Linked DNA regions of Mus musculus: all the other regions are linked to region 6. A link is a contact called in public ChIA-PET, Hi-C, HiChIP or PLAC-seq, Micro-C and promoter capture Hi-C data. All regions are on one chromosome and are shown on one strand. Each heading gives the region's core, a stretch centred on a gene start, on an enhancer-like site or on the middle of the called end of the contact. The rest is flanking DNA. Distances are from core to core; before and after follow the strand shown.

What was found. Promoter capture Hi-C pulls out the DNA fragments that hold promoters and counts their contacts. Hi-C and Micro-C count contacts between places; a contact is called where the count stands out from the background. ChIA-PET counts read pairs in DNA pulled down with a chosen protein or histone mark. HiChIP or PLAC-seq counts read pairs in DNA pulled down with a chosen protein or histone mark.
Region 1: an RNA polymerase II ChIA-PET map of memory CD8 T cells shows a contact between it and region 6, with 25 read pairs. The contact joins the promoter of Snx30 here to the promoter of Ecpas in region 6. A contact is called at or near these places in 2 of 39 promoter capture datasets (liver and pre-B cells), 2 of 484 Hi-C or Micro-C datasets (B cells and CD4 T cells), 2 of 115 datasets of contacts at active chromatin or transcription factors (memory CD8 T cells and pancreatic cancer cells) and 1 of 9 other capture datasets (adipose tissue).
Region 2: a contact with region 6 is called in an H3K4me3 HiChIP or PLAC-seq map of embryonic stem cells, with 5 times the contacts expected there. The contact joins the promoter of Svep1 here to the promoter of Ecpas in region 6. A contact is called at or near these places in 6 of 39 promoter capture datasets (the 3T3-L1 cell line, 3T3-L1-derived adipocytes, embryonic stem cells and 2 more), 2 of 115 datasets of contacts at active chromatin or transcription factors (the NIH/3T3 cell line and embryonic stem cells) and 1 of 9 other capture datasets (embryonic stem cells).
Region 3: a contact with region 6 is called in a Hi-C map of B cells, with 10 read pairs. The contact joins the promoter of Inip here to the promoter of Ecpas in region 6. A contact is called at or near these places in 3 of 484 Hi-C or Micro-C datasets (B cells, CD4 T cells and Th1 cells) and 1 of 9 other capture datasets (liver).
Region 4: a Micro-C map of embryonic stem cells shows a contact between it and region 6, with 8 times the contacts expected there. The contact joins the promoter of E130308A19Rik here to the promoter of Ecpas in region 6. A contact is called at or near these places in 7 of 39 promoter capture datasets (the C10 cell line, the HPC-7 cell line, fetal liver and 2 more), 2 of 484 Hi-C or Micro-C datasets (both in embryonic stem cells), 2 of 115 datasets of contacts at active chromatin or transcription factors (cardiomyocytes and memory CD8 T cells) and 2 of 9 other capture datasets (adipose tissue and liver).
Region 5: a Hi-C map of muscle stem cells shows a contact between it and region 6, with 5 times the contacts expected there. The contact joins the enhancer-like site here to the promoter of Ecpas in region 6. A contact is called at or near these places in 2 of 39 promoter capture datasets (the 3T3-L1 cell line and cranial neural crest), 7 of 484 Hi-C or Micro-C datasets (the HL-1 cell line, cortical neurons, embryonic fibroblasts and 2 more), 5 of 115 datasets of contacts at active chromatin or transcription factors (astrocytes, bone marrow-derived macrophages, embryonic forebrain and 2 more) and 1 of 9 other capture datasets (embryonic stem cells).
Region 7: a promoter capture Hi-C map of pre-B cells shows a contact between it and region 6. The contact joins the promoter of Hsdl2 here to the promoter of Ecpas in region 6. A contact is called at or near these places in 8 of 39 promoter capture datasets (the C10 cell line, hematopoietic stem and progenitor cells, hippocampal neurons and 3 more), 2 of 484 Hi-C or Micro-C datasets (B cells and embryonic stem cells), 6 of 115 datasets of contacts at active chromatin or transcription factors (astrocytes, bone marrow-derived macrophages, effector CD8 T cells and 3 more) and 2 of 9 other capture datasets (adipose tissue and liver).

Annotation. Positions count from the first base shown.
Region 1 is chr4:59,804,334-59,807,867 of GRCm38.p6, reverse strand. Snx30 (sorting nexin family member 30) reads right to left here and starts at 2,218. Exons shown (of 9, transcript NM_172468.2): 1 at 1,643-2,218. The coding sequence starts at 1,798.
Region 2 is chr4:58,204,953-58,208,342 of GRCm38.p6, reverse strand. Svep1 (sushi, von Willebrand factor type A, EGF and pentraxin domain containing 1) reads left to right here and starts at 1,747. Exons shown (of 48, transcript NM_022814.2): 1 at 1,747-2,500. The coding sequence starts at 1,967.
Region 3 is chr4:59,782,111-59,785,331 of GRCm38.p6, reverse strand. It overlaps Inip (INTS3 and NABP interacting protein), which reads left to right and starts at 1,477. Exons shown (of 5, transcript NM_001013577.1): 1 at 1,477-1,604; 2 at 2,998-3,078. The coding sequence starts at 3,054.
Region 4 is chr4:59,624,123-59,627,641 of GRCm38.p6, reverse strand. E130308A19Rik (RIKEN cDNA E130308A19 gene) reads right to left here and starts at 1,431. Exons shown (of 4, transcript NM_001015681.2): 1 at 1,151-1,431.
Region 5 is chr4:58,267,189-58,270,354 of GRCm38.p6, reverse strand. It overlaps the pseudogene Gm30907. Among named protein-coding and RNA genes, the nearest start is that of Musk, 17 kb to the left of the region's middle. Within about 2 kb of position 1,269, at least 18 of the 459 cell types and tissues checked have an H3K27ac peak or open chromatin away from gene starts, as enhancers often do. A contact at or near this core is called in the HL-1 cell line and muscle stem cells, where this site is marked.
Region 6 is chr4:58,910,909-58,914,344 of GRCm38.p6, reverse strand. Ecpas (Ecm29 proteasome adaptor and scaffold) reads left to right here and starts at 1,596. Exons shown (of 49, transcript NM_172381.3): 1 at 1,596-1,869. The coding sequence starts at 1,848.
Region 7 is chr4:59,579,363-59,582,833 of GRCm38.p6, reverse strand. Hsdl2 (hydroxysteroid dehydrogenase like 2) reads right to left here and starts at 1,271. Exons shown (of 11, transcript NM_024255.3): 1 at 1,059-1,271. The coding sequence starts at 1,075.

The DNA.
Region 1 (3,534 bases), core at 969-3,468, 890 kb before region 6:
GCAGAGGTATGTCACTTTGAGGATCAATATTTATAGGGATGGCTGGAGCATGGGGCTGTCTTGGATCATCTTTTCTACTGTGGCCTGTGAAGAACCATGGGAGTGAGCCTAGAAGTGACGTTAGAGTACTCCCAACCCAGCCTTCAGATGATGGCAGCATCCTGTAGGTCTTACTCAGAACCTCCCAGCTTCCTGACTCACAGACAGCATTTTCGGGTGCTAAATTCTGAAGTGATTTCTTACACAGCAGTAAGGAAATAATTCAATTTCCTTCAGAGAACTGAGAATTAACCTTAGTTCCCATTCTACATCCATTCAAAATCAATGTCTCTGCTAATAATAAGAAAAAAATTATCATTCAGGCATTCAATGATCACTCTTTGAATGTCAAACATAAGGGAGGGTTTGCAAGCTGCCTATGTTTTCACATAATCTTAAAATCTATAAAAAGCAATGACCACAGAGGTACCAGTGTGAACGCAAGAACATATTTTGAGCTGTTCAATGTATCCATTTCATTAGTTTAGGCTTTATAAATCCCTATCACTTCCCGGTCATTCTGAGAGCTTAGGCCCAGCAAGTCACACTCTCCCATAGGAAATGTTACCTCCCACATGCCTTTCCCATCTAAGAGAAGAAGTAAAGTTAAGTCTCCCAATTCCACTCATTCCATTAATACTACGGAAAGGAAGAATTCATTTACTATTTTAATAGGAGGAAGAGACCCTGATCTCAAGTGCTAAGAACAATTGGAATGTCTGCAACTCGTGACTAAGTGGCAGCAGGAGCGCAGATACAATCGCTGCTCAAAATCCTGGTCACAGCTGAAATGGAGATGGGGGCGGGGAGGGGGGAGATGCAGTCTCTTCCTCCTCCCCACGGGACTTTGCTGTCTCTCAAAGCAGCAGGAGAGTATAGCAAAACGACCAAGAGCCTCCCTCTGCACAAAGAAGGTCAAAGGGCGAGCTTGCTTTCCGTCAACCACAAAACCAGCCACTGCCAAACCTAATCAATGTGGTTCGCTATAAGAGGTGAATGAAGCCCTAGACAGAAAACCAGAGACTCTCCTCTAGCCGCCGCTGAGGTCGGAGTCAGGTGACTCCTGGGGCAAACAGCAAACCTAAACAAAGATCACTCCCCACATGACCGACTGGGGAGAAGATGAGCAAGGCTGCTCAGACCCACCCCGGAAAACCATTAGCCATTAACTCTTGCTTTTTTTTTTTGCAGTCCGGGGAAACTGGAGGCGCCAACAAGTTATTCCTATTCTGCAGCTCCTCTTCAAGGAATGCACCTAGAGGGGTGAGGGACCTCATTCTCGGGACACAGAGGCGAAGTACCGCAGCACACGCCCCGGGTCCCCACATGCTTGCTGCAACCCGAACCCCTCCCCACCAGCTGTCACCCGCGCTCGGGGCCACTCTCAGCCAGGGAAAACACATGCCCTCTGGCCGCTTAGCCTGCAGCTGCGACCCCGCGGGGGCAGTGAGAGGACAGGCTTTGGCCAAGGGCTGTTGGGGCCAAAGCACGCCTAACCTCCGGGAAAGGGGCGCCAGGATGAGCGCGGCCCAGTGTCAGGGGTGGTCCTGGATCCATCCTCCTCCCGCTCCGCCCCAGGAGTCCCCAGCCCCAAGCGCCCCACCTTGTCACCGAAGCTGCGGGCCATCAGTAGGTCCGGGCTGGGCGTGCTGTCGCCTCCCACGGCCTCCTCGCTGCTGGAGCCGGCTAGCGGGTGCGGCATGTCGCGCAAGGACTGGGGCCCCGTGGACGGCAGGGCCTTGGGGGGCCCGCCCGCCATGGCGCGCAGCGCTCGGGACCCGGGCCGCCGCTTACTCCCGCAGCTCTCCGCCCCACTCGGCCCGAGGCCCTGCACTAGCTGGTGGTGGCAGCCTCCGCCCGATGCTTCTCCTGCCCGCGAGGCTGAGCTTTCCCGAGCGTTACACCACAGCTCCGTGGGCTAAGCCGCGCCAAACCCCAGCACCTCCGACCCTGCGCCCTGCTAGCAGCGCCACGCCGCCCACGGCTCTCAGCCCCGCCCCCGCGGAGCCTCTGCCCGCCGGGAGGGAGGGCGGGACGCAGGGTGGGGCGGAGCTTGAAGGAGGAGGCGGCCCGCCCCGCCCACCTCCCGGCAGGAAGTGCGCCCACTGGCAGCTTCGCTGGGGGCTCAGAAAGCATCAGTGTGAGTTAGGATCTTCCAGCCACACTGCACACGCAGAAAGAAATAAAAATGTGGAGCGTGTCTTAGTATCGTAAAGGGTTACGTGGCTCAGAGGAACTAGAGAACATCCAGTAGAAAAACTAGAAGGACATTTAAAGAGGCAGTGTGGTATGTCTTCAACTCCACACTGAAGTCCCCATACCGACTGGCTTCTGCAGCTAAGCGGGGTTTATGTAAGGCGAAACCTCAGAAGCATGAGCATCCGTAAATAGCGTGTGCTACAAATGATTTACGGTCCTGACGTGCACACTTAGCCAACCAGGTCTGCAAGAACCGTGAGGTCCTAGTTGTTTTTCACGCATTGATGGTTCCTATACTGGCCTCGGGCCGAACTGAATTCTCCAGAGCTTTTATTCGCTGCCATGGTGGAGATAGACTGGGCTTTACTTCCAGCTCTTTAAAGTATATCATTGTCCCCTTTTCCACTTACCTGTCACTGGCGCTTCAGTCTCGAAGGTCAAGTTAGAGGGTCATCTGCCCATCTAGCAAACACGTAAATACTGTGTGGGGCTCACTGTGAAGAAAGACATTTTTTCCAGTCCTTGAACTTCTTAGGTTTGTCCAGTTTTCCTGTTAAAAAATGGTGACAGGTTTTAACATTGGGATTCACAAAGGTCTCTCTCTATCTGTCACACTTTCTCTAAAAACAAAACATGTAGAATGCAGAATTGAAACCAACCCAAAATAACTACCAGAGTCTCATTTAACTTCAGTGGCCCCCTTCTGACGTAGTCCAAAGAGTTGAGCCCTTAGTACAGTATCCATTGTCTTTTATCTCCTCCAGAGCAGTCTGCCTTGGTTGGGAAAATAATATTGAAAGGGCACTAAACAGCAATTTTAAATGCTGTATCTGCCTCATGGGAGTGCTAGGGTCTGATCTCCTGAGTTGGGCAAAATTGTCACTTCATTTATATCTAGGAGCTGCCTAAAACTATTGCATACCCTATTATCTTCATTAAAGTAAACAATACAAATATAACTAGAAACGACTGATCTATAGATATCTGGCAGATCTTCTTCTTGAATATTGTTATTTATTTAAACAATTAGGCCACCTCAACATAATGGTGCTCTTAAGATTTCACAGAAGTAGGGCTGAAGAGATGGCTCAGTGGTTAAGAGTATTGACTACTCTTATAGAGGTTCTGAGTTCAATTCCCAGCAACCACATGGTGGCTCACAACCATCTGTGATGGGATCTGATGCCCTCTTCTGATGTGTCTGAAGACAGCGACAGTGTACAGTGTACTCATATAAATAAAATTTTTAAAACAACACTGCTTTTATACAGAACCTAGATTTGACAATGAGGTGAA
Region 2 (3,390 bases), core at 498-2,997, 710 kb after region 6:
CTGTGGAGCAGTGTTCAAATCTACATTTTCTTCTGGAGTAACCTGACTGGGAGGACGGGAATGGGGTCCCATCTCACTTTTCAGTTTTTAGTATTTTGCATTCAACTAAGTACATTCTTGATGATCAGTGCTGGAAATGGGACTTGGAAAGCATTATGAATAAAGGAAGTGATGTGACTGGCCAGCGTTTATTGAGCACATGCTGTGTTCTGAACACATCCCTAAGAGTTTTACTATTTAATGATTTAATCCTTGATATGTTATTATTCCTCCATTTTCCAAATGAGCAAACTGACACAGCCAATAAATAGCACAGCCAGGGTTTCATTTCAGGGAAATTGATCCAAGAGCCCTGCCACTTGGGCCTGCACGCTCTGACACCTCTCATGTTGAAGGTAGTTGATTAAATAGAGTTGGAGTTAAACCACTCACTGCTGGAGAGCAGCGGAACTCTGGGGTCATTTGATTCCAAGGCAAAATAAAAGTAGACACTGGACCAAAGCCCAGAGGTGATGGGGGTTTACATAACTACGCAGAGTTCCTGATTCCTAGCTGGAATCTTTTAGGCAAGGGCTCTGCCTTTCATGTAATAAGTATGTGCTTCAGCGTGCACAGCTTTGAGGTCTTAATTGGAAAAATCACTCCAAGTAGCAGCTGGTATTCCAAAGGGTATATATGCCAGGACGATCTAATCTGTTGCATCAAATAAAAAGAGGAGGGTGTTAATATCACAGGGTGTCTACTTATAGTTCAAAATTTAGCATAAACTTCTGTCCTCATAGAAGGCTTGCCTGGCCTTGGCTAAAGTCAAGTTTGCCTTTGAAAGCAAGACAAACTTCTGTTTAAGCAAGGTCAGTTGTAATTTTGTGTGTGTGTATACATATATATATGTATATATACATACACACATATATACATATATATATATACATATGTGATACACATAAACATGTGTAATCATACATATTCGTTTCACGTATGAATATCAAGTTGATGGTGACATCACTTTTACCTGCTACAGGTTCCTAGAGGACAGGTCCATGTCAGTTTTCCCCTGCTCGTGTTACCTATAGAGCATCGCAAGCTGCTACGTGGAGGAAAGAATGAACAATACAGGAATGATTAACCGCGGGAAAGGTGAACGATAACTCTGCGTATGTGATGCGCACGGGTGGGCCCCACCCACTTCAACAGCCTGAGATCTGAACAGGTTCTCAGGATTCTGCACCACTCACCAGACAGACCCTTCAGGAAAGTTATGCAAATATCCACTTTGGGAGGCTTAGACACGCATCCCCACCCCACCCCACCCCCCAAGAGTGGAATGAACCCCAAAAGGTGAGCAAGCAGTTTTCAAAGCATGCTTTCAACTCTGCCAGCCCCGCGTGTGTGTTTTCTTCTCCAGTGTTTCCAATTACTGTGGCACTCTCGGTATCCACATCCATCTCCAGCGCATTCCTCCGCAGCTCCTTGCCAGACATATGGGATCAATCAGTGAGCTTGTGAGGGAATGTTGACAGCATGACAGGCGAGGGGTTCTGGTGTCATGGAATCTCCAAGAGTCTTTAGCTGGATCCCAGGCAAGAGAGAGGGGGGAGGAGAGAGATAGAGGAGAGATAGGGAGAGGAGTGGGAAAAGGAAGGAGAGGACAGACAGAGAAGGAGGGAAGCGACTCTGACTTCACTGCCCCCTTCCTTCAAACATTTTATAGGCTTCGGGAGAGAGAAGGAGGAGGAGAGAAACCAAATAGCCGAGAGTCAGAGGAGCACATCCCTCCAGTCCCTCCCGAGTCCCCGAGCTGCCAGAGGAGTCTGGATCGTGTCCCCAGTGTCACATGCAAGGACGCTGAGGTTCGCGGTTGCTACCCCGGGTCCCCTCCGCTTAGTCCGGGAACCTTGGCGCCTCTCTGCGCGCTCGGGGACTGTCGCCTTGCACTCCCCGGGGCCACCGCTCGGTCCCCAGCGGGATGTGGTCGCGCCTGGCCTTTTGTTGCTGGGCTCTGGCACTGGTGTCAGGCTGGACCAACTTCCAGCCCGTGGCCCCTTCGCTCAACTTCAGCTTCCGCCTGTTCCCCGAGGCCTCTCCGGGGGCTCTGGGCAGACTGGCGGTACCTCCCGCGTCCAGTGAGGAGGAGGCAGCAGGGAGCAAAGTGGAGCGCCTGGGCCGCGCGTTCCGGAGCCGCGTGCGGCGACTGCGGGAGCTCAGCGGCAGCCTGGAGCTCGTCTTCCTGGTGGACGAGTCGTCCAGCGTGGGCCAAACCAACTTCCTCAACGAGCTCAAGTTCGTGCGCAAGCTGCTGTCCGACTTCCCCGTGGTGTCCACGGCCACGCGTGTGGCCATCGTCACCTTCTCATCCAAGAACAACGTGGTGGCGCGCGTGGATTACATCTCCACCAGCCGCGCGCACCAACACAAGTGCGCGCTACTCAGCCGCGAGATCCCGGCCATCACCTACCGCGGTGGTGGCACCTATACCAAGGGCGCCTTCCAGCAAGCCGCGGTAAGACCCCCACACACCCAGGCCAGCGGCCTGGGGCCCCTCCTGCCCACCGCTGCCAACCCCTTCTCTAGCCTGGTTCAGCTCCTGCAAGGCTTAAGGTGTCCAAGGGGAGCCAGCGTCCCAAGAAGCACAAATATGACCATTCTCCTGCTGCCCTAGTGAAGGTCCAGACTGAAATGGGTTTTTAAATGCTTAAGGAGGTGTCACATTTCTTAAAGGGTTCCTTGAGGGACCCTAGTAGGAAGGGACCTTTAAGCTCACTTAAGTTTGTGAGGAAACTGTTTATACAAGCTGAAACAGGTATGGTTAACAAATATTTGTGAAGATGGGACATGTAATGAGCTGAGGACAGTCCTAATTCTTTTTCATGACATAGACTTCGTAACTTTGCTTCCAGACTTTAATTGTTTACTAGTTTGTGATAGGCTCTCTCGTGTTTCCAAGACTGGTCTCCGACTTACAACACAGCAGAGCGTGTCCCTGAGTTATGATCCTCCTGCCTCCACCTCCCAAGCGCGGGGATGACAGCCATTGGCCACCATGACTTTATGTTCCAGGTCTTCCTAAACAAATGCTTAGCATATGACAGAAGTAATGTAATTTATATTACTTTTATAAAAATGAGTCTTTTTCCTAACTACAAAGTAATACAAAGTAGGTCATAATTTGGAATACTGAGAAATATTTAAGGCAACCCATCAAGTCAATGTTTGTAGAATAAATGAAACAAAAGAGAATGGGGAATCCGAATAATCTCTTTATCCTTAAAATTCCAGCGGATATACAGTTGAATGTTGTCCAGTATGTTACTCATATGTTATTTCAACAAACTTGCTAACCTACGGTTTTGCAGCCTGCATTCTTCAGCTGTTGAATATGATCAAATGTAC
Region 3 (3,221 bases), core at 228-2,727, 870 kb before region 6:
AGAAGTTAAGAATTTGGTAGAGTTTTGGGGTTTTAGCTCAGCTCATTGCTGGATACAATGTAGTAACACCTCTGCTTCCCATATACAAATCACAGGAAGGCATAAACTAATGTAGAGCAAGCACCTAGCACGTGGAAAACATGCAACAATTTTTTTTTTCTGTGAACTAAGTAAATCTTTGGTATTGAACTTACTGTTTCAGTCCTGGACTGTGCATTGTAAACATTAGCAAACATCAATTATTATTTTAGAAATAAGGTTTAAGTAGTCAATACTGACCTTAAACTTGCTATGTTCCTTGTTCAAGCTACATACCTTGGACAAAAGATCCTCTTCCCACTAAATTCCCAAGGCTGGATTAAGAAGTATACACTACCATGCCCAATTTTATGTGGTGTGAGGTATCAAATTCAGGGCCTCCTGTGTCCTAGACAAGGACTCTACCAATTTAGCTACATCTCCAACATCCCAAATATTAATTAAGAGCACAGGTGCAAGTTGTGGAGAGTGGTTGATAATCACAGAACAAATACACCTTAAAACATATTTATGTCTTTTGCATTTCTGTTTATTTGTTTGTTTGTTTGCAAATAGGGTTTCTCTGGGTAGCCCTGGCTGTCCTGGAACTCGCTTTGAAGGTTGGCCTTGAATTCATAGAGCTATGCCTGGCTCTGCCCCCCCCCCCCCCCCCCCACGCCACCACCGCCTGGCAAACGCTTTTACGTCTTAAGGTAAACGTCTGGATTTAGCGTGAGGCTATGCAGCATAGGGTAACTTCCAGTAGCATCTTGGTGTGGCGTTCACTCTTTTGTTTGTTTGCTTTTGAGTCGGGGGTTTCTCTGTGTAATCCTGACTGTCCTGGAGTTTGCTATGCAGACCTGGATGGCCTCAAACTTCGAGAGATCCGAGATCCGTCTCTGCCTCCAAGAGTGCTGGGATCAAAAGCATGCCTCACTGCTCTCAGCCGACACTTTCATTTTTAAAATTCAGATTATGCACACTAGTGAAAACTTGTACCTATTTAGTGCTCACCTTGTGTATAATTATTGACTCAGACGGTAAACAACAAAAATATTCCTGGGATGGTTGTTAAAACCTGAAAGTGTGCTCAACCTCCCTCTGAAGCTCTACTGAAGTGGATTAACATCAGGGTTAAATAAATCCTGACAGACAGACAGACAGACAGACAGACAGACAGACAGACAGACAGCTAATCTCCTGCAAACCTGAAGGGGAAAAAAAAAGAATCAATTTAGGTGCTAGGGACCCTGCTCTATTCCTGCCAATCAGCGTTTGGCTCCGCCCCCAATTGTACGGCCTGCATCTCCCGTGAGCCTCTTCGACTGTCATTCTTCGGAAGGGAAACCCTTTCCGGCCGAAGAAACGCTTAAACTACGAATCACTTGGGGTAGCGTCCGTTGCGTCCAGTCGATAGGCGGGACTTCCGCTTCCAGGGGGCCCGTCAGTCAGGAGGCGGAAGTTGGTGCCGGCGGGAAGGTTGTAGCGCGGTGCATTGCTGCACTCTCGCCGGGTTCTGCGTGGGCGCGCCCCCCTGCACGGCTGCGACCGGACAGCGAGCTTTCTCCAGGCTCCTCGCATTCCGGGTAAGTAAAAAGGACTGGTGACGCCAAGAGAAGGGTGGCCCGAACGCTGGCCACGGGGCAGCGGCCTCGCGCGGCATAGTGTGCGAGGGTTTCTCACTTCCCGTTGGGTTTCGCCCACCCCGCGCGCGGGCGGGGACTCCTGGGTCACCCTGACCCTTTCTCAGGGTGGCCTTGATAGCCTTCGGTACGAGCTCGGCTTCGCCCATGCCGTGCTCCAGCCCCAGCCGTGGGAGACGCGAGTCCTTTCCACCCGGCATCTGCTTAGAGCTCGTGTCTTCGCTCAACAATAGTTCTCTACTTCCGCAATCCCGTTCGCGCCTTGTTTTGTTTTGAGTCAGGGTCGGGCTGTGTAGCCCTGGTTGGCCGGGTACTCGGGGTTCTTCTGCCTCATCTTCCAGAGGGCTGGAATTACCGCTATGCGCGGTCACGTTTTTAAAGAGCACATTTGTTAAATTAGTTTTCCTTCCCCCGCCCCCTCCATCCCCAATCCCGTGTGATTACTTGAATGAAACTCAAGGGTCGAGGAGTTTGTCTTGTGATTCCGGCGTGGCCAAATGCAAAACTTTTATTTCTAAACTTAGAGATGAGCAGGCTTGGGGTTGGAGAGGTGGCTCAGCCGGTAAGAGCACTTGCCCAAGCATTAGGGTCTGTGTTGGAATCTCCCGGCATCCATGGCCGAAGACAGACACCTGCACCCCAGAGCTGAGGGAAGGCAGAGACGGAGGATCGGTGAGGGTGGCAGCCTAGCTCCGGGCTCAGTGAGAGACCCTGTTTTCAAGGGAAGAAGGTAGAGAGTGATAGCACAAGGCATCTGATGCCTTTTCCTGCCCTGCTCACACATGCACCACACACACAAAGGAACCAGGAGTCCAGGTTTCCTTACTAGTTTTGTGACTGTTGGCCTCCACGTACATAAAAATGCTCATTAAAAAACATTTTTGGGGACACATCTTACACAATATATGGCGCAGAGTAGATACTTGTTAGGTTGGTTGGTTCTTTCTTTCCTTCTTTCTTTCACCAGCACAGCAAATGCTGGAATTTGTTTTTTAAATGAACGGAGAGTGCTTTTTATAGAATTTTATTTTTCTTCCTAGCACTGATTATGTGGATACTTTACAAAAGGTTGATATATTTGGTAAATACATCTTGATGATGTAAATTAAAAGTTATGCTAAATGTTGGTATTAACAACTTAAGTCCTAGAAAAAAAAAATGTTCATTTAATGAAGTGCATGAGGAATTTGCAGAGCTAAATTTCTGATTTAAGTCTGTGTTTTTTACGTGTATCTTTCTTAAGAGACTAAGAAACCAAACTCAGCCTAGCTGTTCTTTTTTGAGTCTGTAATTTAAGGCCAGTGCATTTTATGTGTGCACAAAAATTTTTTTACAGATGATTGTAAAGTCCTGATCAGTGGCCACTGAATATAATTGACCCAGAATAGGAAGATGGCAGCAAATCCTTCAGGACAAGGTAATGCATGCTGGGACTTCTGTTATTACTAGGAACGTTCTCCCATACAGTAAATATATTTGAGGTAGAGAAAATTTAGTATAGAGCAGTTACTGCATCCAGAATTATGAATAGCAAAGTGGAATCTCCCAATTTAAAATCAG
Region 4 (3,519 bases), core at 182-2,681, 710 kb before region 6:
AATGAATTTTATGAATGCTTAATGTACTTCATTTATTATTTGATCATTTATGAACACATAGCAACTGTTCACGAAGTAAGCCAGCTAATCAAATAAGAAAAAACAGAGCTACTACCTTCCACCTTTCAAAACACTATATCTAACGTACAACAACCCTACCCTTGGTTTGTACGCATGTAAGGAATAAATGTATCATGTAAAATAAGGAAATACCGCTGGGAAAAATCACTTCTAACATCACGTTCTCTTCATATGCTATGAAAAAAAAAAAAATCTCCTATCTTAAAACGGAAAACAAAGGTTTTAGCCTGCATGGAAAGACTATCATTGTTTTACTCTCTAATGCAAGCCCTACCATAAAAGCTGTCACTACATGACACTCCAATTAACTGTTTAGTAGGTAGACTACTCTATCGGTGATAATCCTAAGGACCACAAGAAAAAACTTTACTCCACAACTTCAAAACAATTTCTTTAAAAATATTAAAAAAAAAAAAAATCAGCCATGTTCGATTTTCTCCATTTAAGTCACTGCCTGACCTTTAACATTTTAAATTAAAGTCAGCCGTAAGAAAACCACAAACATTTTTTGTTTGTCTGTTTGTTTGTTTGTTTGTTTCATCTGATGTGTTTGTTGCTGGTCAGCTCAACCTCCTCTCTCCAGGACACTAGGTTTCTTGATCTATTTGATAACAAACCCAAATCACTGTGCGCAGCCTCAGATTGGGGGGAGCTTTTGGGAGAAAGCCCTCCTCCGTTAGAAACAATAAATAAGGGAGCAAAGCGCCGCACGTTCCTTTACACGCCCCACACGCACCTCCCGGTACCTCCGGACAACCAAGCTAGTCCGGCAGAGCCCCGAGGTGTCTCAGACTCTGCAACTAGCTAGGCAGACCGTTCCTCCTCCGTCCCGCCCTCCTGCCCAGCTCGGGGGACGCCGGCGCACCGACAGTCCCCGCCAAGACGCCGCCGGCCGCGAACCGGTGCGCGCCCCGCTCTGCGCCCGCAGACCCCTCCGCCCCTAGCGCCCTCCCGCCTCGCTGGCCCGGAGCAGACAAAAGGAAGGTTCTGAGGGTCACGGCGCGGCCGCCCACACACAAAGAGGCCCCGCGCCCGCGTGCTCCCCAGCCCCGCGCGGGCTCTCACCCACCTGCAGGTGTCTGTGCGTCTGTCCATAGGAACGCGGGCGGTGGGGCCTGCGGGAGCCCGGCGGCCCGAGCTGGACGGGGAGGGACGGCGGGACGGAGGGCGGCAGCACCACAGCCGGAGGCCCCGGGGCCGGAGTCGGTGAACCGGGAAGGGCGCCCCACGGGCTGCGCGGCGGGTGACGGCGGTGGTGCGATGAGAGGGGGGGGCGCAGGCGCCAGCCTGGCTCGGCCACCGGCGCGCGCCGCTCCGTGCGCCCCGGGCTCCGCGCGCCCGGCTTGGAGCGCGGGGGCGGGGCCGCGCGGGGCGGGGCCGGAGAGGGGCGGGGCGGGGGCTCGGACCCCAGCTTCAGCCGGCACCGGAAGCGCTCCTCAGGCGGCGGGACCTACAGGAAGTGTGTAGCGACGCCCGCGGAAGGCGCTCGACCCGCGGCGCTCGCTGCCCTGAGGGGGCGCGGGCCAAGCTCCTGTCAGCGACGCGAGCAGCCCGGAGCCGGCCGAGCTCGGCCCCCGTCGCTCCGACAGGTACAGAACCCACGCACGGTCTGTGCCACTTTCCACGCGTGTCCGCTGTCCTGGCCTCCGCGCACTTCAGCCTAAACACTTGAAGTAAGCAGAGCTTGATCGCGTTAGAGGTGTGTGACACCTCAGACAGAGTTGTGCCGGGTGGCCTGGGACCCGCAGTGTACTTACTCCATAGTGTCCTAATGTCCCACCGCATCGCATCCACACACACATCTAATAAACTGGAGTTCCCAGGGAAAAAAATAAAGAATAGTGCAAGGTGTTAAAGATTCTACACGCCTTAATAATTTATTTATTGCCTACCCATCAAACTTAATACCCTCATGACCTTAGGAAACTCTTTAATATGTCTTTTTTAGCAGTGGCTAAAAAAGTGGTTAAGAGCACTGGCTGCTCTTCCAGAACACCAAGTTGATTCCCGGCAGTATCTCACAACAGTCTGGAGTTCAGTCCCCGCGGTACGACAGAGCGGTGCAGACGTACATGCTGGCAAAACGACCACTAATAATAATAGTAGTAGTAATAGTAAAAAGAAGGAAGAAATGTATTGTCAGCTGACCTCTAGCTTCCACTGATTCAAAAGCTACAAATCTCATCAGTACCTGAAACTTGTAAATTTGGCCCACTTTGCTGTAATCCACCAACCTGCAGGCCTTGCCATTTGGTAATTGCCTTGATTTTATGACTTCCTTTTTTCTGTAAATAATAATAATAATAATAATAAAAGCTAATGTAACTACTTCCACAGTGGAGCATGTCTTCCAGGGTAATCTGAATCCATGTTGCTGGCCATCATTTGTATTTGGCTCAAGAGTAGACTCACTGAGCTCAGAGCTGTACTTTGGCATCTACACATTCATCCCACCCCAGGAGTGGGGCCGTTGTAACAGCTAAAACTCTCAGAGGTGCTCTGATACACAAGGCACTAAAAGCTACCTACACAGCATGGCACCACTGAGACAAGGCTGTGTGTTTAAAAACCCCTTTCATAGCACCTCCCAGATATGTCTGTGCCAAGCACTTAGTAAGTTGTTAATTCAGTTAGTCCTAGGAACGCTACAAAACTGGTGCTACTAACATTACTATTCTATAGAAAATTTGATACAAAATGTAATTTTTTTTATGTGTGTGGGGGTTGTTCTGCTTGCATGGATATCTCTGTGCCAGAGATGCCCTCGGTGCCTTCCCAGGCCAGTAGAGGGTGTCAAATGTCCTGGAACTGTAATTCCAGATGGGTGTGAGCTCCCTCCCGGGTGTTGGGAATCAAACCCAGGTCCTCTGGAAGAGCAACTACTGAGCCATCTCTCCAGCCTCACATTTTCAGGTACCTACTGAGAAGTGATATTGCAGTTCATAAGATGGTTGTAGTTTTAGTTTTCAGAAACTGAGGCTTAGAGAAACTAAGAAATCTTGAGAACATAGTTTGTTATTGGAGCTCAGAGTCATCCACTGCTTCCAGGCTCCCTTTTCTCCTCACAGCACTGAGCCCTTTCCAAACCATGTCTAATGGTAGAAAGTCAGACTTAGAAATAACCTGATTAGCCTTAGGTACTATCCACATCTTGGTCTTACCCCTCCTGTGATAAGAAATCTCAATCATTCCTAGGTGAGAAATGAGAATGTGACAGATTGTAAATATAATTAGGCAGTGGTGACACACTTTTAACCCGGGCACTTGAGAGGCAGAGGCTAGCTACTGAGTTCCAGGATACCCAGGGCTACACAGAGAAACCCTGTTTCAAAAAAAACATTAAAAAATAAAAAGATTTAATATATTTAACATAACTATATACTAAAAGTGATTAAGAAACTAAATTTTATATTCTACTTTTGCCACAATTAACTGTAT
Region 5 (3,166 bases), core at 20-2,519, 640 kb after region 6:
GCTATAGTGTGTTGTGTGTGTGTGTGTGTGTGTGTGTGTGTGTGCACAGACATGTAGTTTTGCTCCTAAGTCTCCAGGCCCTTCACCCTTCCACTTTCAGGACCTGCTATGGCATCAAGACCCTGTCTATCATTAATGATGCTGCAGCTTCCAGATTCTACTTTCCATGTAACTAAAGCATATCGCATGATCACATGACCAGGATGAGCCAATGAGATTCTTCATGCAAAAACAAAGCAAAATGTTGCTTTAGGGTTCATTCATCATGGCGCATGGCAGCAGCAGCAGAGTCTGAAGGATCAGCCATGGTGACAGGAAGTCACAGGGTCCAGCAGCTCCTGGGCTGAACTTGAAAAAGTGCCTCCCAGCCATGACCTTGTTTTTCACTCAGATTTCTAGTTTACGTATTTAGGCTTGTGGTTGATTTCTAGAGCTTCACACTCTTCTAGAAAATTCCTCATAGCATACATTAGATAGAGCTGGTGTTGGTTGTTGACAGTGAGAATGACAGGCAACAAAAGGGGCGTTTTGGGGGGGTTGTTTTGATTTGAGCTCTACCTGATGCTGTACTTTGTACTGTCCCACAAACAGAGTTTTCATAGGCATAAAAAGTTGTTACCATAACTCCTCACGGCCCAGCACTGGGTTCTCCCAATGTGAAGTTCAAGTGATTGGCATTTAGCTACCAAGTATCATTATTTTATAACACCATGTATTGTGCCCACTCATTGGTCCCAGGTGATCTCCCAACAGCCTCCTGGGCATCAACCATGTTTTGCATTTTTAACTGAGACTTCACAGAAATCTTAAGCTCCACCATTGAGTTTGGTCTCATCATGGCTTACATGCTGGGCCTTGCACTACATCTCACAGCTGAGCCAACTTTAAAATGTGACCTATTTTATGGTGCAGTACAAGCCAAGGCCTCTGAGTCCTTAATATGGGGTGGGTGGGTTGGTTGGTTGGTCTAACATTGAATGTAAGTCAATTGTAGCTTGCACACGTGGGTGTCACGTGGCCTTAGCCAGACCCTGTCAGGGCTCAAAGAGGGTCATGTTTGATTTATGTGTTCTTGATAGCACCTAGCTTTTTATTTGGATTTAGAGATAGCTTTAAACACATCAATCAAATGAGCTGTTTTAAAATCTTTCTTCTCAGCTGTCCCTGGTGCCAGATTGTCTAACAAATAGAGGCATAGACAGATGTAATTTGTGGCTGGTGGAGACAATTCTGTGTCATGCAGCAGGCCAGCTGATGGCACAATCCACAGCCTAGTCCATGCCTGACTCACAGGCAGTAAGTAGACTTCTAACTCATACCCAGATGGACGTTTAACTCCCCCACACATCAAGTAATGAAGGTTTGCCGCAGAAGATTGATGTAAACATTTGTTTGAAACTTGACAGTTGAACTTGGCATTGTATGATAACACACTTTTGCATATCACACTGTTCTTACTGGATTAAAAACTGATGTCTATGGTAACTTGCAAAACAGAACTTGGGCAAAATAATAAGCAGGATATGTGATATCTCATGTATGTACCAGAGACACATAAACAGACACTCCAGTCCCAAACACTTCAATAGGATTACAGTGTTTCTCTCATGATAGCAGGGTGAGAGAATAACCAGGATTTGTGTGCAAATAAAGCTCAGACATAAACATCAGGAATGAGATAGCCCTGGTTTCTAACAGAATTTAAGGATAAATATTTGTTACAGGGCTTATAACTGGCTACTCACTACAGTGCACAAAAAGCTTATTTAAAGTAACTTTTTAAAAAAGAAAATGGAGAAAGACTGTTTTAACAGGAAGAACAGAGGGTAGGAAAACTATAGAGTGACAGGAAATCTCTTTCTCAGAGCTCAGAAAGCAGCAAATACTGACCCTCACTATGGAAATGAGGTTTCTTCGGGTTGTTGCACTTTGGGATATGAAGCACAATGAAGAGCTACTTCTGTGACAAGGAGCCTGGCACTGACCAACTACTAGTGACTAGAGGAATGCCTTATTTCCAATGTTCTTTAGTTTCATCTTGACAAGGAAGTTAAACCCAAAGCACTCATAGCCCCCAGTCTTCCTGGCAGGTCCTGTAGGGTGCCTGTGTGCTTGATTGGCAGGGTCTAGTACAGCCTGAGGGCTCGGTCCTATCCAGATGTGTCAAAGTTTTATTAGGAACACCTGGGTCCCTAGGACACCCTACTGGGTTACCAGGAAATTTGGGTAGGAATGGGTTGGTAACCTTCATACTTTACAAAATCAGCGCTGCTGATAAAAGAAGTGAAACTTTGAAAGGCTGGAGTCCTGCACCTGTCCTGGTCGCTATTAGCTAGCTGCATGGGAACAGCCAAGAGAGCTGTCAGGAGGCCTGTAGACCTAAGCCAGCTGTGCCCCATGGGGATTTAGAGCACAGCTGTGCACGTGCCTAAATTCCATTTCTCAGGTGGCGTAAGTAAATGTCTCTGAAATATGCAGCATGACCTGTGGGTACCACTCTCTGTCTCTCTGCGTATGTAGTGCAGCAGGCGTCAGAACCTTCTTAGGGAGCCTGAAGTGAGGACCAAGGTCTTAGGTGAGGTCAGGGTCCAGTTGTTTACTGGGATTCCAGTATTCGCATGAGCCCATGAATGTGGTACGAGGACGGTAGAAAGTGGGCTGGGGATGGTTGACAAGTTTGTTTTGCCAGGAAGGAGGTGGTGTAAGGGGACATGCTTAGCTCTGTGACTGCTCTACCAACCTCCTTTATCCCAGAGGGACACTCGGATCCAGAGGACACAAGCTAAATGGGACATCAATTGACCTGATTCACCTTTAAAAACTAAAATTAGAAAACTAAGTGTTCTAATGATAATTATTGTTATCAATGGCATGAACAGGGCCTCATTTATAGGCGGAGATAGTAGAAATATTTGTTTGCAACAGGGCCTTACTACACAGCCCTGGCTGACCTGAACTTCTCATGGAGACCAGGCTGCCCTGGAACTCACAGAGATCTAACTGCCTCTGCCTCTTGAGTGCTGGGATTAAAGGTGAGCCCCGCCATGCCTGGCCTACTTAGAGAGTCAATACTGTTAGGCCAACCAACCAACCAACCCCGTATTCAGGACTCTGTAATACACAGATCTGCAGATTTCCATCTTTATTTTTACTATTATGAATTAGT
Region 6 (3,436 bases), core at 347-2,846:
GTTTATAAATGGTCATTGCATTTATTTTGGAAGAAATGCCAAACCAAAGAGCAAGAATGTCCACTAAAAAAGCACTGAGGCTCAGAGCACTATACAAATCTAGTCAGTTTCAAGTCCCCAGGAGGGAGAGGGTGGAGTTAGTCTGGAGTTAGTCAATCTGGAGAGTAGGGTGAGATTGGGGATATGGGAATGGGGCTGGGGAGAAGGTACATATACTATTAAGTCATTAACAAATGGTAATGTAGTTCTTCCAATTAATAGTGAAAGTGTTTGTGGGGGTTGAAAACATTTACCCAGAACCTGGACTCCACCTGTGTTTGCTTTTCTGTCACTGTGACAAGTTTATGACCATTTAAAATGAGTAAAAAAACAAAACTGTATTTGGCTCACAGTTTCAGAGGTGTGGTACATGGTCACTTGGTTCCATTGCTGTGGACTTGAGGTGGGGCTGGACACGTGGCAGGGTGTGTGTGATGAAATAAAGCAGCCCCTCTCACGGCAAACACGAAGCAGACAGCAATGACAGGAAGAGGCCATTGCAACACAGTCCCTAAGAACACACCTCCAGTGATATACTTCCTTCAGTTAGCCCCACCTCCTGCTTTTCCATGGGCAATGGAGCTGTGCAATCAGTATTAACCTCTGATTAGGCCAGACTCTCAGGATCTAATTATTGTCCCAAAGTCCAGCATTAGGCAAAACAAGCAGCAGGGAAGGAGTGTGTGTGTGTGTGTGTGTGTGTGTGTGTGAGAGAGAGAGAGAGAGAGAGAGAGAGAAAGAGAGAAAGAGAGAGAGAGACCATATCCAAGTTTTATCACTATGAACCAAACTGAACCTGGGGCTATACATGTGTGCAGAACTAGGTCTTGAAGCATCAACAAATTCTACATTTAATAATTTTTCTCTTGGGTGTGAGATGGGTGAGGTAGCTGAACTAGGAGGAAGGACTCTTATTTTTATGATAATGACAAAGATAATGTAACTTTCTTTGTAAATGTAAAATTAATACAGGAAGTAACATGGTCAGTGTTTGTTGCTATCTCGTACTTGCCTAAGTTACATTGGGAGCCGCATGTATTCAAATTTCAAGGCATTATCTAGGGCCCTAGGGATTCCATTTTGCGGGAATATATGCAACTTCAGTTCATTTAGGGTCTCGATTATTTTCTTTTCCTCTAAAAATGTCTTTGATCTGGCACCTAATTTCTTTCTTTTTTTTTTTTTTTTGGTTGTTCTTATAGTAACCATATAAGCCCTTGATTTGAATTCCATTTTGCAGCTGTACACGACCTCATGGACCAACGAGAGGCTTAAAGTTAAAAGTTGGGATTGCCACTAAACTCGGGTTAAGAAGAAGGACTCTAAAGCACGTCTTGGTAGCTCAAATATCGTGGTTTCCGGCCCTTCCCTGGCTCGCAGCTCGCTCGGGAGGCTAACGTTAGGGGAGCATCCCCCAGGGTGAGCCCTCGGTGCAGGTCCCTCTGGGCTTTAACTTCGGGGCTGCTCGGAGGCCCGGCCTGAGTCAGCGCGGCGGCCGAGAAGTTGGGCGCGAGGCGCAGGGCGGGGCTTCCTCCTCTTCCTCCTCCTCCTCCTCCGATTCGAGCCCCGCTCTACTTTTCCGAGTCCGCGTCTCTTCCTCCGTCCGGGCGCGTGTTCCTCCAGCTCCGACCAGGCGGACGTGACAGCCGCAGACCTTTAACGCCACAGCCCGGGGCGGGGAAGCTCTCCGCGGCAGCCAGGACAGCCCGGCTCCGCTCGGCCGCACGCAGGCTCCTCCGGAGCGGCCGCGCGTCTCCTCGGGCCCGGCCCGTCCTCCACCTCGCTGGGTCGCCGCAGCATCCCGGGCTATGGAGACCGGCTCCGACTCAGGTCAGAGGCCGCGTGCTTGCGTGCGGCTGAGGGAATGAGGCTCAGGTCCAGGGGTTGGCCCGCCGCGTCTGCGTCTCCCGCTCCGCGCCGGGGAAGCTTGGCGGCGGCAGGTGGGCAGGACGCGGCGCGAGCGAGGCAGCGAGGGCGGGCGAGCGGGCGCGCGAGGGGCCGGCGGAGGCGGAGGGGGAGGGGGGAGGATGGCTCAGCTCTTTCTAAATATAAGAGCCGGCGTGAGGCTAGCAAGCCGGGCGCCGAGCCGAAGAGCCGCCGCGCGGTCACTCGGCCGCACGGGCGGCAGCGGCTCCTCCGAGGCGCGAGGCTGAGAGGGAGCTCCCGAGTCGCGAGCTCGCGAGGCGCGGCGAGAGCGACGCTCGCAGCGCAGAGGACGCAGGCAGCGGGCGGGCCTCGAGGGCGCAGCGCGGCCCGCGTGAGAGACCCGAGGCGGCTCCGGGCCCCTGCGGCACGGCGCGGCGCGGCGCGGCACCGCACGGCACGGCACGGCGACGGCCGCGAGCCCCCCTCGCCGGCCGCCCGCCCGCCCCTCCCTCGCTCGCTCCCGGGCGCAACATGGCTGCGGCCGCCGCCTCCGCCTCCCAGGACGAGCTGAGTAAGTGCGGCGCGGAGCCTGCAGCTGGGAGCGGGATTTAACTCCACGCAGGACCGGGGCTGGGCCCGGCCAGACACGGGAGGCTGGGGGGGCGCGGGGCCGGGCAAGTGGGTGTGCGGTGGTCTCGGCACGGGGCTCCGGGGCTCAGGCCTGGCGGGAGGGCGGGCGAACAGGCGCGGGCCGCCGCCGCGGGCGCTCGTAGGCCGCAGGTTTGCAATGTCACGTCGTGAAATTGAAACCAGAGCCCCGGGCTTAGCTACCCCTGCTCGAAATCTGCTTCGGCCCGGGCTTTGGGGGGATCCCGGGCCCCTGGCTTGCTACCGGAGCTGGCGCGCGGCCTGTCGCCCCCAGGTCGGACTGTGTCCACCCGTCCGTTCCGTCAGACCCCCCGCATGTCCCTTGATTCTGACTGACGGGCGAATTCTGGACGTGGAGCTTTGGGGAAGGGGAGAGGGTTGCCTTTCCCGCACCTCCAAGGAATCGGCAGAAAGGTCACAGATGGGAGATGACTTTCAGGTTGAAGCTGTAAAGGCCAATAGGGCCGCTGTTAATGGCAGAAAAACAAAACAAAACAAAAAACAAAACGAGGGTGACGGAGCTGTCAGAAAGGAGAGAGTCCCACTCCATGCCAAGCGTTGCGATTTTCCAGGGGATGACGATCCAAGCTCGCTGGGAGCAGTGGTCGCCCTTAATGCCAGGCCGCCCAGCCTGCTGCCCGTGTTCCACTCTATGCTTTGTGGGAAGTGTAGTTCTAGGATGTTGTCAGCCTATTCTGGGGTCATAAATATTCAGTTTTCGTGAGATATGTAGGATAATCGATTGCGTTTTGGGTGGTTGGTTCAAATGCTTTAGGGTATTTACGAGAAACCTACTCCCCTATGTTGCCCTTCAGTAAAGACTAACAAAGAAAGGTGTTATTTGAGGATGATGTGTATTTTAAATGCCAGCATGGGTGAGGTG
Region 7 (3,471 bases), core at 22-2,521, 670 kb before region 6:
GACAAGCTGTGTGTACTGGAAACCTAAGTATGTGCCAAGACATGTCAGGTAAAAACAGCAAGCCCAAAATGGAGTTTGCTACTATTTTCTAAAAAGAAGGTATCCCTGTAAGGTATACAAAATATGTTGATAAGTACAAAAAATACAAACAGAAAGAAACTGGAGTTTTAAAGAGACTTATACCCTTTTGAACTATTTAAGTCTTTTAGCTGTCTATATGTGTCAAACTAATTACAGAATGGGCTTAACTTGTCACTCTGCTTAAGATAAACTTTATAGAACATAGTGGACCTACCTGAGTTCAGCAGGAACCAAGGGCAAGAAGAATCGGGAAGAACATTGTTTAATGGGTATTTGTTTTGATTTTGTAAAGTCCTGGTGACTGGCTGCACAATTGTGTCTCTATATAAGTGGGCTTGGGGGAGGGGGTGTAGACAAGGTTCTAACTCTGTAGCGTTTGCTGACAGAGTGAGCCTAGCACACTCACTATGTAGACCAGAACAGCCTCGAATCAATAGATCTTCTGACCCTGCTTCTGAGTGCTGGCATTAAAAGCAGGCGCCACCGCACCTGGCTAGGCTGGGATAAATATACTTCATTTTTAAGTAAAATAAATAAATAAACCCCTTACCAGAAATGTTCGTATTGTAACATTTTAACTCGCTACTAACTTGAAAACCATTTTCAAAACACCATTCTTCTATTATTCTACAATCAAGCATACAAACAGAAAATCTGAAGTCACTGTCTCAAGCGACCTTTCGCCTAGAAGATGAAAGCAACATTGTCACCAGGCCAAGCTAAAGGCGAGATGGGGCTACAACGGGTCGTCGGGGACACCTACGCTCGCGACCTTTCCCCGTGGAGTATCTGACACCACTGCCCCTTGCAGTGTACAACTTTTGAGTCTCAGTAGTACAGAACTTTGGGTTCTCGTGCATGCGCAGGTCCCAGCGACTCTATCTTTCCGCGAACCGGTGTTCCAGAGCGCGCGGCTCTGGGTTGCGCCGGCGACCTGCCGACTGGCCCCTGACCCCATCCCACCCCCGTCCTCTTACCCAGTGTTGGGCAGCATGACCTTCGCAGTTCAGAGAACTTGGTGGCAGTGGAACAGCAGCGAGCTGTGAGTGACAGGCGAACTTTCTCTCCGCATTTAGCCGCGCCCCGGGCCCCGCCCCGAGACCCGCTCGGGGACCGGCCCTCCTACAAGACCGAGATCCTACAAGACCGAGAGCTTACAAGACGGTGTGCGCCTGCGCACACCGGGCACTGGGCGGTTCTTCCCGCAGTTCTACAAACGACACCCAGGAAACCAACGCTCTGCGCAGGCGCTTTGGAGTACACCTCCGCCCCGCCCCTTTCCCGAGTCTGTAGGTGACAATCAGTTTCTCCTGTGGGCCACTGGCGTGTCTAGAGCATCATTACTACGTAGGCTTTTCCTCCTCAGCCTAGGTTCGGCGCATCGACGGCTCCCAGCCAGCCAGATGGCGGATTGAGGGGCGCTCCGGGGACTGACTTGAGGGTGCTGGGCGTCGTTTTCCCCTGTCTGTCCCCGAGCCAAGGCGCTCTCTCCGAAGAACACTTGTAGACATCTGAAAAATGCTTTTTGCAGAAGCCGGTCACTCTCATTTTCGCTGCCACTGAATCTAAATTTAGCCTGACCTCCAGTGTCTGGAGACAGGAGTTTCTGGAAGAGATCTTTGCAAAGGTCTCCCGCAAGCGTTCATCGTATGATCCGGGCCACAGAAATCAAGGTTGGAGAAGGAATCCTCAGTCCTGGAATGAATGCCGGAATGAGGTCGAGTCTGGGATTCAGTTTCGTTCTTGGAGTTATACCTAACTGAGCTACCCAGGAAATGAAATTGTTTTGTATTTTGTAGCGGGAGAAAAAGATGCTAACGAGGTTGTTATCTAAAGCTTAGTTCAGAAAACAACTTAAGACAGGTAGGTATATACTCTCCTAATTGTCAAACTTGCTGGATCTTTTGGAAGAGCAGCCAGTGCTCAGACAAGAGAAACCTGCACATCAAATCCTACACTCTCCTGACCCTGCGCAGCTAGAGCAGTTATTACTCCCTCCCTCTCCCTGACGATACCCCCACCCCCGCGGGGGGTGGGGAAAGGCAAATGCCAGCCTTGAGAACAAAAGAAAAGCAGCATACCCTAGCCTCCACGTCACTTAAACTCGACCCCTTTTGATTAACAACCAACATTTCTCACAGTGCAGATGGCTCCTTGCTGTTGAAGGAAACCGAAGCCAATACCCTTGAAATGATAATAGCCCACTCTTAGACTATGAAAAAGAGACAAACGTTCCCAGACAGCTGTGGCCGGTTGTAAACATATCAGAAGCGGTTCTGATAGCACAAGTTACTCTTCCCAGGTCAGAAAGGTACCTTTTCAGCTACACGGTTCTGCCCTGCTGTCTGAACAAATGTTATCAGGTTTAAAGGACAGCATTCCTTTACCCTCTCCTATATTGCCAACACAAAAACCCGCTTGCGGGTTTTTTTCTTTATAAACCCCCTTTACTTAGGCCTGGGGGTTCACTCTTTCCTGTTCTGTCAGGAAGGTTGGTGGCCCAAGCTCGAGCTTAAATAAAGACCCTCATGCGATTACAGTGGGGTATGATTCCTGGTCCTCTCCTTGGGATTTTTACAATCTGGGCACAACACTCTTAACCAGGGAACCATCTCTCTAGCCCTAATTAAATATTCAAATAAAAACGTATTATTAAACTGTGGCTGTTTACCCTTTTATCACCTTGACCATTAGCTATTGACACGTGAGTTTGTAACCTATAATAATGATTATTGATGATTCTAGAAGAGTGTACTTATTCAACAAATATTAGTACCTCTTAAGTGAGAAGAAACAGCAGGTAGAAAGGAACAAAATCTCTGTCCTTACCTAGGAGGTGTGAGTAGCCAGTTTGTCTTTGTAAATTCCAAATGTTTCAGAGAGATATGGACAGTTTAAAATGTTCCTTTGGCCCTTGACTGCTTTTACTGAATGGTCTGTATATTTGTCTGGTAGCAGTGAATTCTTTGGCTGAGAAGCACCTGAAAAATGTTCAACATCCTTAATCATCAGGGGAATGCAAACCAAAACAACCCTGAGATTCCACCTCACACCAGTCAGAATGGCTAAGTTCAAAAATTCAGGTGACAGCAGATGCTAGCAAGGATGTGGAGAAATGTGGGGCGTGGGTGTAGGGAAAGAGGGGCGAGGGAGAGAGCCCGCCTCGAACCAGAGTTCCTGTGTTCTGGGCGGGCAGATGGGCGGGCAGATGGGGGAGGACTGCCGTACCCTTTCCACGTGGCCCTGCATGGGTGTCTGGCTGTGTGGAGCCACTGATCCCAGCTAGGCGGGTGGTGGACAAGGGGCAGCCCCCATACCAGGTTCTCAGTCTCCGGCATCCCACACTGGATACAGCAGAGGAGATGAGAAAAGAATAGGGGCCCCAGGACA